2 separate regions of the Mus musculus genome follow, and region 1 is linked to region 2. A link is a contact called in public promoter capture Hi-C data. All regions are on one chromosome and are shown on one strand. Each heading gives the region's core, a stretch centred on a gene start, on an enhancer-like site or on the middle of the called end of the contact. The rest is flanking DNA. Distances are from core to core; before and after follow the strand shown.

The links. Promoter capture Hi-C pulls out the DNA fragments that hold promoters and counts their contacts.
Region 1: a promoter capture Hi-C map of pre-B cells shows a contact between it and region 2, with 5 times the contacts expected there. The contact joins the enhancer-like site here to the promoter of Tmem242 in region 2. A contact is called at or near these places in 17 of 39 promoter capture datasets (the 3T3-L1 cell line, 3T3-L1-derived adipocytes, the C10 cell line and 11 more), 3 of 15 datasets of contacts at CTCF or cohesin (the NIH/3T3 cell line, large pre-B cells and pro-B cells), 5 of 484 Hi-C or Micro-C datasets (the 3T3-L1 cell line, B cells, embryonic fibroblasts and 1 more), 15 of 115 datasets of contacts at active chromatin or transcription factors (the 230-238 cell line, DN3 thymocytes, the HPC-7 cell line and 9 more) and 5 of 9 other capture datasets (adipose tissue, embryonic stem cells, liver and 2 more).

The regions. Positions count from the first base shown.
Region 1 is chr17:5,990,759-5,994,560 of GRCm38.p6, forward strand. The region is part of intron 4 of Synj2 (synaptojanin 2); the gene reads left to right. Among named protein-coding and RNA genes, the nearest start is that of Gm35525, 4.5 kb to the left of the region's middle. Within about 2 kb of position 1,598, at least 48 of the 459 cell types and tissues checked have an H3K27ac peak or open chromatin away from gene starts, as enhancers often do. A contact at or near this core is called in the NIH/3T3 cell line, embryonic fibroblasts, pancreatic cancer cells and 2 more, where this site is marked.
Region 2 is chr17:5,438,384-5,442,467 of GRCm38.p6, forward strand. Tmem242 (transmembrane protein 242) reads right to left here and starts at 1,877. Exons shown (of 4, transcript NM_027457.4): 1 at 1,750-1,877; 2 at 1,149-1,249. The coding sequence starts at 1,834.

The DNA.
Region 1 (3,802 bases), core at 348-2,847, 550 kb after region 2:
TCTAGCTCCTCCATTGGGAGCCCTGTGATCCATCCATTAGCTGACTGTGAGCATCCACTTCTGTGTTTGCTAGGCCCCGGCATAGTCTCACAAGAGACAGCTACATCTGGGTCCTTTCAGTAAAATCTTGCTAGTGTATGCAATGGTGTCAGCATTTGGAAGCTGATTATGGGGTGGATCCCTGGATATGGCAGTCTCTACATGGTCCATCCTTTCATCTCAGCTCCATACTTTGTTTCTGTAACTCCTTCCATGGGTGTTTTGTTCCCACTTCTAAGGAGGGGCATAGTGTCCACACTTCAGTCTTCATTTTTCTTGAGTTTCATGTGTTTAGGAAATTGTATCTTATATCGTGGGTATCCTAGGTTTTGGGCTAGTATCCACTTATCAGTGAGTACATATTGTGTGAGTTCCTTTGTGATTGTGTTACCTCACTCAGGATGATGCTCTCCAGGTCCATCCATTTGGCTAGGAATGTTTTCTACCATGAGTACCAGAGGCTCTGATTTGTGTGAGGTTTTTGACTGTGACTTCTTCCTGTATGTGCAAAATTAGAGGACAGTTTGGAACTTGCCTCTGGCTTGTATGGTCTGTCTTTTTGTTTCATGACTCATTCTGAAAAGACAGTGCTTATGTGTATATGTGTGCATGGATGCATTTGAAAGCCTGAGGAGCTCTGAGTGTTGAGCTCACCGACTTGACAAGAATGGCTGTCTCTCAAGCCCTAGAGATGCTCTTGCCTCTGCAGGATTACAAGCTCGTGCCTTTTAATAGGCTGGCTTTTATGTAGCACCTCAGGATTGAACTCGAGTCTTCAGGCTTATGTGAGAAGCCCTTTATCAACTGAGCCATCTCCCTAGCCCTTCTAATGTATTTTAAGCAAAAGGATTCAAGAAAGGACACCATAGCTGTAAAGAGTACCCACCTTCTCCAGGAGCAGCTGACAAGCCAATAGGGGTTGAAAATCTTTTTAGGATGAATAAAGAATTCAATAGAATAACGGGAGAAGAAACTTATTTAAAAAAAAAAACTACATCAGCTAAAGCTTCATTCTGGAAGGATGTTAGGGCTTGGGGACCTGATCATGTGTGACAGCAGTTGCTGTTAGTCCCTATGGAGAAGGGCCATCTGTAATACCTCCCTAGGTTCTTTTCTGGCTTCTGCTCTCATCCTGGATGTTAAAGTCCTAACCTCCTGAAAGATGCTGTCTCGCATCTGTTGTTTTGTTTTTTTTTTTTTTTGCTCTGACTTGCTCCCTGAGGGTAGTGCCACCTTGCAGAATAGCACCTGGGATCAGCTGCAAAGAAGGAAAGCTATAGGGAGGGAGGCACGGGTCCTCTCTGAGCAGCAGGCGCCCTGTGTGTTCCTGTAGGCGCAGCCTGGCACACACAGTGTGGCTGTAAGAGGCACCCTTCCAGGGCACCAGTTGAAGTCAGCACACATGTGCACACCTTCCCCCAGCACAGGAGAAACTCTGCATGCTCACTTAACAGTGGCTCAAACCCGTGTGGGGGCCCAGTTTGCAGGAGCGCTGTCTCCTCTCAGAGGTGCAAAGATGGAGGCTCCTCATGGGAGTTAGAGGGAAGTTGGGGCAGGAGCCTGCAAAAGATCTGTGGGTAAAATTACTATCTCAGGGGAGAGTTGCTTGCCCTCCTGAATGTTGACAGTGCTATTAAATAACTATTTTTATGGTTGAAAAAGGAGAGAATACTTCCTCCCACCATGAAAGCCATTTTCACTTTTCTTGCTCATGTCTTCATGGTGACAAAGACTTCCAAGGTCATGTCCACCTTCTTTACCTCCACACCTTTATCTGGTATCACTACCCCTCACCCTCGGTATGTTCTGATCTGGGACAGAGTTCTGGTGTTTTTGAGCAGGTCAAGACACCACAGGTAGCAATGTTGATATTGCATGGCTCCCACAAAGCCTGAACTTGGTACCAGAACCAGATTCCAGAGATCATCTTTGGGTCAAGAAGGAATCCTCAGCCCAGTCTGAGGGAAGAGGGCCATTTATTTGGTCCTGGTGGTGGTAGTTCCCAAATGTTTAGGTTTTGACCAGTTGGGAAACACTATGGTCTTTTACCATACCTTACAAAATAGGTCTTTAGGGTAACAACTGCCCTGTCCTATAAGATGGACCATATCAGAGGACTTTGTGTGGGTTTCCTGGGACTGCTGTAATAAAGTGCCACACACTGGGTGGTTCAGACAACAGGCATTTGTTCTTCCCATTCTGGAGGCTGGCCGGTTAAGATCAAGGTCAAAGGGCCTTCCATAGTCTCTTGAAAAATCCCACTGGGAGGATCTGCCCTTGTGTCTCCCAGCTTCTGTAGTTCCGGTGTGGCTCACAGGCCATCATCCAGTCCCGGTCATACTGGATCAAAGGGCTCACTCAGCTTCCTCCAGGGTGGGCTCACTTATCCAATTATAAGAACAGAGGTTCTCTATCTAAGCAAGGTCACAACTGGAAATGCAGGAGGTTAGGACTTTTTCTGTTTCTGGAAGGGACATTAGGGTGTAATTGCATAAAGCCATCAGAAGGGTGCTTTGACTGTAGGGTAGTGTCCCTGTGCTATCTGTTAGTCTCACTAACACTGCCAACACTGCCTCAGGCTGGGGCTTTTGCTCTGGTTGCATCATGCAGGGTACCTGGTGACTCGTATGTCCTGTTACCCCATGCTACTTGTTACGGCTCAAGATCAAGAAACCCCCCCACATCTCCCAGGTCTCCACTTGGGGGCAGCCCACCCAAGTAGGCCTTAGAGATAGGAACAGCCTACCCACACTCTCAGGGATGTACAGCTAGCCTCAGTCTGTTTCCTGATGCTGTCACACAGTACCACATCCTGGGTATGTTATAAAGAAAAGAGATGTATGTTGGGCTTATAATTCTGGTCTAGAGTCAAGGGCCCACATCTGGTGCTGGCCTTGTTGACCAAGTCCTGAGATTCAGAGCACCATATGGCTAAGTGCCAAGCAGTGCGTAAGAAGCCTGGCCAAAATGGCTTCTATTTGAAAACTCATTCCTAAAATAAACCAATAATCCATTAATTTAATGAAGGCAGTTGCTAATCACCACTTGATGACGGGATTAAATTTCAGTGTGCTTTTAAGAGGGACAAGCTATAGAAGCTTTCTGATTGATTGCTTGGGGTTGGGAGAGGGATTTCTTGGCTCCCATAAACCTTTGTGGTTTTCCCAATTTGTATTTTTTAAAATTCCCCTTTCCTCCTCTGGGCCACATGGCTGTTTCTATAAACTTGTCACTGACCTTGCTCCCTGAAGCAATCACTATTAATGTGCAGACACTCCCATCTGCTGTCCACCAGAATAATAGGTAGCTGAGAGGATATAACTTAATCCCACATGACTATTTTCACCAGACATATAACTGGGCACGAGGGCTGTATAAACCCAGAGCAGTTCTTTGTTGAACATGTATAGTTGAAACTGCTAATGACAACTGAAAAGCAAGCTATTGGGTTCATAGACAGAATCCACTTGTGGGCCTGTTAGTCCGTGAGTGCCTACACTAATTCTAATTAGTCCCCCCAGTTCTCAAGACCATAGTTTTGCCATGCCCAAGTGGGATTCCCGTCTGAAGTAGCATAGGATACTTTCTGCCTCTGGCATGCAGGTATTGTACAGTGTGTGTGTGTGGTGTGTGTGTGTGTGTACATATGTGTGTACATGTCTATACATATGTACACACGTTTTGTGTTCATGCATCTGTATGGCGTGTGCATGTATATGTTATATATGTTGTATGTTTAAGTTCATACAACACGTGCTTATCT
Region 2 (4,084 bases), core at 627-3,126:
CAGATTCTTAAACAGATTAAACCTGTGGTTTCGAAACCAAACACAGCTTGGCTGTAAAGCACCAACACTGGTTAGGTCTTAACGACATCTGCCACAAAGTAATTTCTTCTCTAAAAGTATTACATGGTAGAGGGAGAAAATGGCCCATCAGAGGAGCCACAGAAGTGATCTTAGTAGCTCCATAACCCTTTAGAGTATTGAGAGGGAATTGGAAAGCATTTTAGATACATTTTAGTCTCCTGTCATTATAGTATTCAAAGCTTAAGTATGACTATTACAGATAAGTGGAAGGGAATTCAATTGGTTTATGGTTTTTCACATAACATTTGTCTGTAGCACACATCAAGCTAATTGCATAGTTATTGGTGTGAATATCTAATTGTGTCTCTCACAGCAGACATTTAAATTCCCGAGGGAAAGACATGTTTATTTTTGTACCCTATCCACCTTAATCATAGAGTGCCTGAAACATAAAGGATCCCAAGTAAACACTTACTGAGGCGAACAGTAAGTCAGCAATATGGGTGGGAGGGGAAAAGACAAGACATTATAAGCAACTACAATACACATCAAGAAATTCCCCACCAACCAGGGAAAGCAGGCACACGACAAACAGCAAATGTACAATCCTGCTAACAGAATAATGATCTTCTGTCTCTAGTGGATATAGTTAGTCACCCAACACTTTATGAGCACCTACTGTGTGCCAGGCACTTTATAGCGACTGCGGCCCTTGCATTAAAACACAAAAACAAAGTTTTCACTCATTCTAAAAAAATGTTAAAATTTTAACATCTATGAAATAAATATACTTCTTGCAACCAGCACCAATAGTTTAAGTGATATTGCTTTTCTTTCAAAGCAAGGTCTCTTATTATCAATACTAAATTACTTATTCATGCTGTAGGGAAAACAATGTTTCCAAAGTTTTGCTCAGTTATTCTTCAAAGCCTCATTCTGTTAATTTTTAAGGAAGCACACGGAAAAAAAAATCAAGACTGACAACTAGTATACTTCTTAAACCCATGAGGGTTTGTGGGTGTATTTTCAAAACCATGTGAATGAAGGTCACTATTTTTTCCTATGCAAAAAGCTGTCCTTTGTTAAAAACAATAGCAATGCTATGAATGGATTTCAGAGTCACAAACCTTATTGAACCACTCAGGGCTTTTCTTTTTAGCTAATGATAATGTTGTAACAAATCCAGCTAGCATTCCCGCTGCGGCTGCAGAACCAAGGAAAATTCCACCTGCCAAGAATTGAGAGAAGGGATTAAAAATAAAACTTAAATTAAAGAGAATTGCACAACGAAGTATCAGAAACTTTCAGGATTACATTCAAAACTCGAAACATCATGGCTAGGCGGCTCTTGTGAAGTGGGTCTGAGAAACCTGCGTGATCTCACGACCTCGGGTTTCTGGTTCAAGGGTACGCTCTGAAGCTCAGTTCTTCAGGGCTGAGAATGGGTTTTTTTCCCTTCTCTCTGTCCTCAAGGACAGCAGCGCGAAGTTTTTCCACGGGAAGAAGAGATCGTGGCAATCAGAAAAGGGCAGGGCACAAGAAAAACTATAGATAAGGATGGGTAAATACAGTATGGACTGGAGAGTAGATGGCAGGATTTACCCGCCCCTGCCCAAGGAGACTTCACCTGGTGAGTGACATATGGGCCCCACTGGCTGAGTTCAGAATAAGGGCTCTCAGAAAAGAATGTGTTCCGGAACATCACATCCCAGCTCAGAGCAAGCATACCTTTAACCAGAAACAACCGATCGTCCGGAGACCCTGGAGCTTCTAATTCAGAGGACTCCCCGGGCCCAGGACCCGAGGTCTCCATTTTAAAGTCTCCTACTCTACTGTTTCCGTTACCAAAGAGGCCCGAGTGGAAGCTCAAGGGAGAGAGAAGAAAGGTTCCGCGGCTGCCTTCCCTGTGCAACCTGAAGAAAGGTCCGGGTTTCCCACTTTCCCCGCTTAACACTCTTGCAGTGAGAGAAGACAGAAAGGCTGCTCTCTGTCCCAGCCCAGAGCCGAGGGCGGCGCCCCACAAGACGGCCCTCCTGGGAGGATCACTCGCCTTCTTGCAAGGTGATGATCTGTTGGACTTTAGTAAGGTTTTGGGTTTTTTTTTTTTTGGTTTTGTTTTGTTTTCCCTACTTGGAAGAATACTCAGTTCCGACTCTAGGAGGCAGTGAGAGGTCGCAAATGGAGCCGGGAGCCCATCTGCCTGGCTTGGATCCTGGAGCTGTTTACCACTCCAGATACACTTGCACTGCTTCTAAGGATTTGGTCCGCACTAACAGACCACGATTCTAAAAAGCAAGCCTCAATATTTTCCCCGCTTCTTTCTGAGAAATTTCGAAATAGTTATTTCAGGGTTAAGTGACATGCCCAATTCTGGAAGAGAAACATCTCACCAGCTTCGAAGCACACGCCCTTCCCAAGATCTGATTTGCCCGCCCCCAGTGGACGCGCTGGGCTGGCTAAATGATTGAATGAACTGAGCCAATCTAGAGAGCAGAGTACAGAGGCCCTCTCTCAAAGCTTATTAACACGGGCTCCAAGGCTGCCCCGGACTTGCTGGGATCCTTAGCAGCCTGCAAGCAGGCCTGGGAGGACGATGTGCCAGGGTCTACGGACAGAGTAAATGGCTATTGAGGGAAGAGTAGTGGGAAGTAGCCAACGTTTTCAGCCTCTCAAAGGGAGACCTAAGACATATGGCATCATCTTTTAAAATGAAGCCAGTTCTTTAGCCTCTAGCCTTTTTCTGAGCACTTTAAGGGCATGGGCATCTTGAGGGTGGAGATTGTTATCTATACTCATTTGATATTCCCCAGCTCTCAGTGTATTACCTGGTCATGTATAATAAATGCCTGTCCGAGGGACGGGTAAATGAAAGCATTAGTTTTTGCAGCAGTTAAATGCATTTATTAGCTCAGACCTGCGTTCAGGTCGTAAAGCACTTCTTATTTGTGTGAACTTGGTGTTTGCCATATAGCCTCTCGTTACCTCGTTCCCCTCAATTATTAACTATGGAAACAGTACCTCACAGGATTTTTGAATGAAGAGGTGCGTGTGTGTGTGTGTGTGTGTGTGTGTGTGTGTGTGTGTTGTACATCCCTCTTGACCACTTGAAAAGCTGATACAAGAGGATAAATTCAAATCTAACCTAGGTAACAAGACCCAGTTTCAATCTTTTAAAAGTTATGAGTGTGATGGAGTTAGCATAGTGTCTGGCACACATAATATGCGTTTTAATTGCTGTTATCATTGATTCTAGTAGTTTTTAAAGCATTACATACGAACGGTTAAAGCTGCCCAGTCTCTCCCATTAGAGACTTTATCTCTGAAAGTCTGGGGCAGCATGAGATCTGATGCTAGGCTTGGTTGAGGACAACTGCTCTGTTTCTGTCCAGTTCCTTAGAAGCCTAGTTTCAGAGTCTGGGAAGGCCCCTTACAAGTGGGCAAATACTGTGCCCACTTGTAGGCACTTACAAGAAGGACTTATACTTCTCCTTTCCTGTCACATATAATAATAGTGACTATAGCTGCTAACATATTGGATGCTTCCTATATGCCCTTGCTATATCTTTTTGGGTCACTGAGAGCCCATCAGGTGATACTGTTCAGAGCTGGCAGAATTTTTGAACCATGAGGCCTAGTGGTTCAAAGTCACTGAGAGGTGTGGCCTATAAATCCAGCTTTGGCTAATTCAAGAGGGACTGTGAGACCACAGCCTCTTCCTCTTCCTGTCCTTGCTCTGTTCAAGGCCAGAATGGATGCCAGGTGTGGTGGTGCATGTGGGTGTGTTGCAGAGCAGCCTTGTGTACATAAGAAGTTCCAGACCAGCCAGGGATACATAGAAAGACCCTATTAAAAGAAAAGGACGACTTTGCTCTGCTGCTGAAAGACCCACAACGTGAGGACTCCCCCACGTTCTAACTCAGGATAGGCCACACCCCAAATCACTCACGAGAAACAGTCTTGATGCAAACTGCAAGAGGTTTATTTGGGAAAGACCAGTGCACTGGGGACGACTTGTATCCCATGCAGGGGTAGAGGAGTTGACCACGAGCTCAAGGGGTCAGGA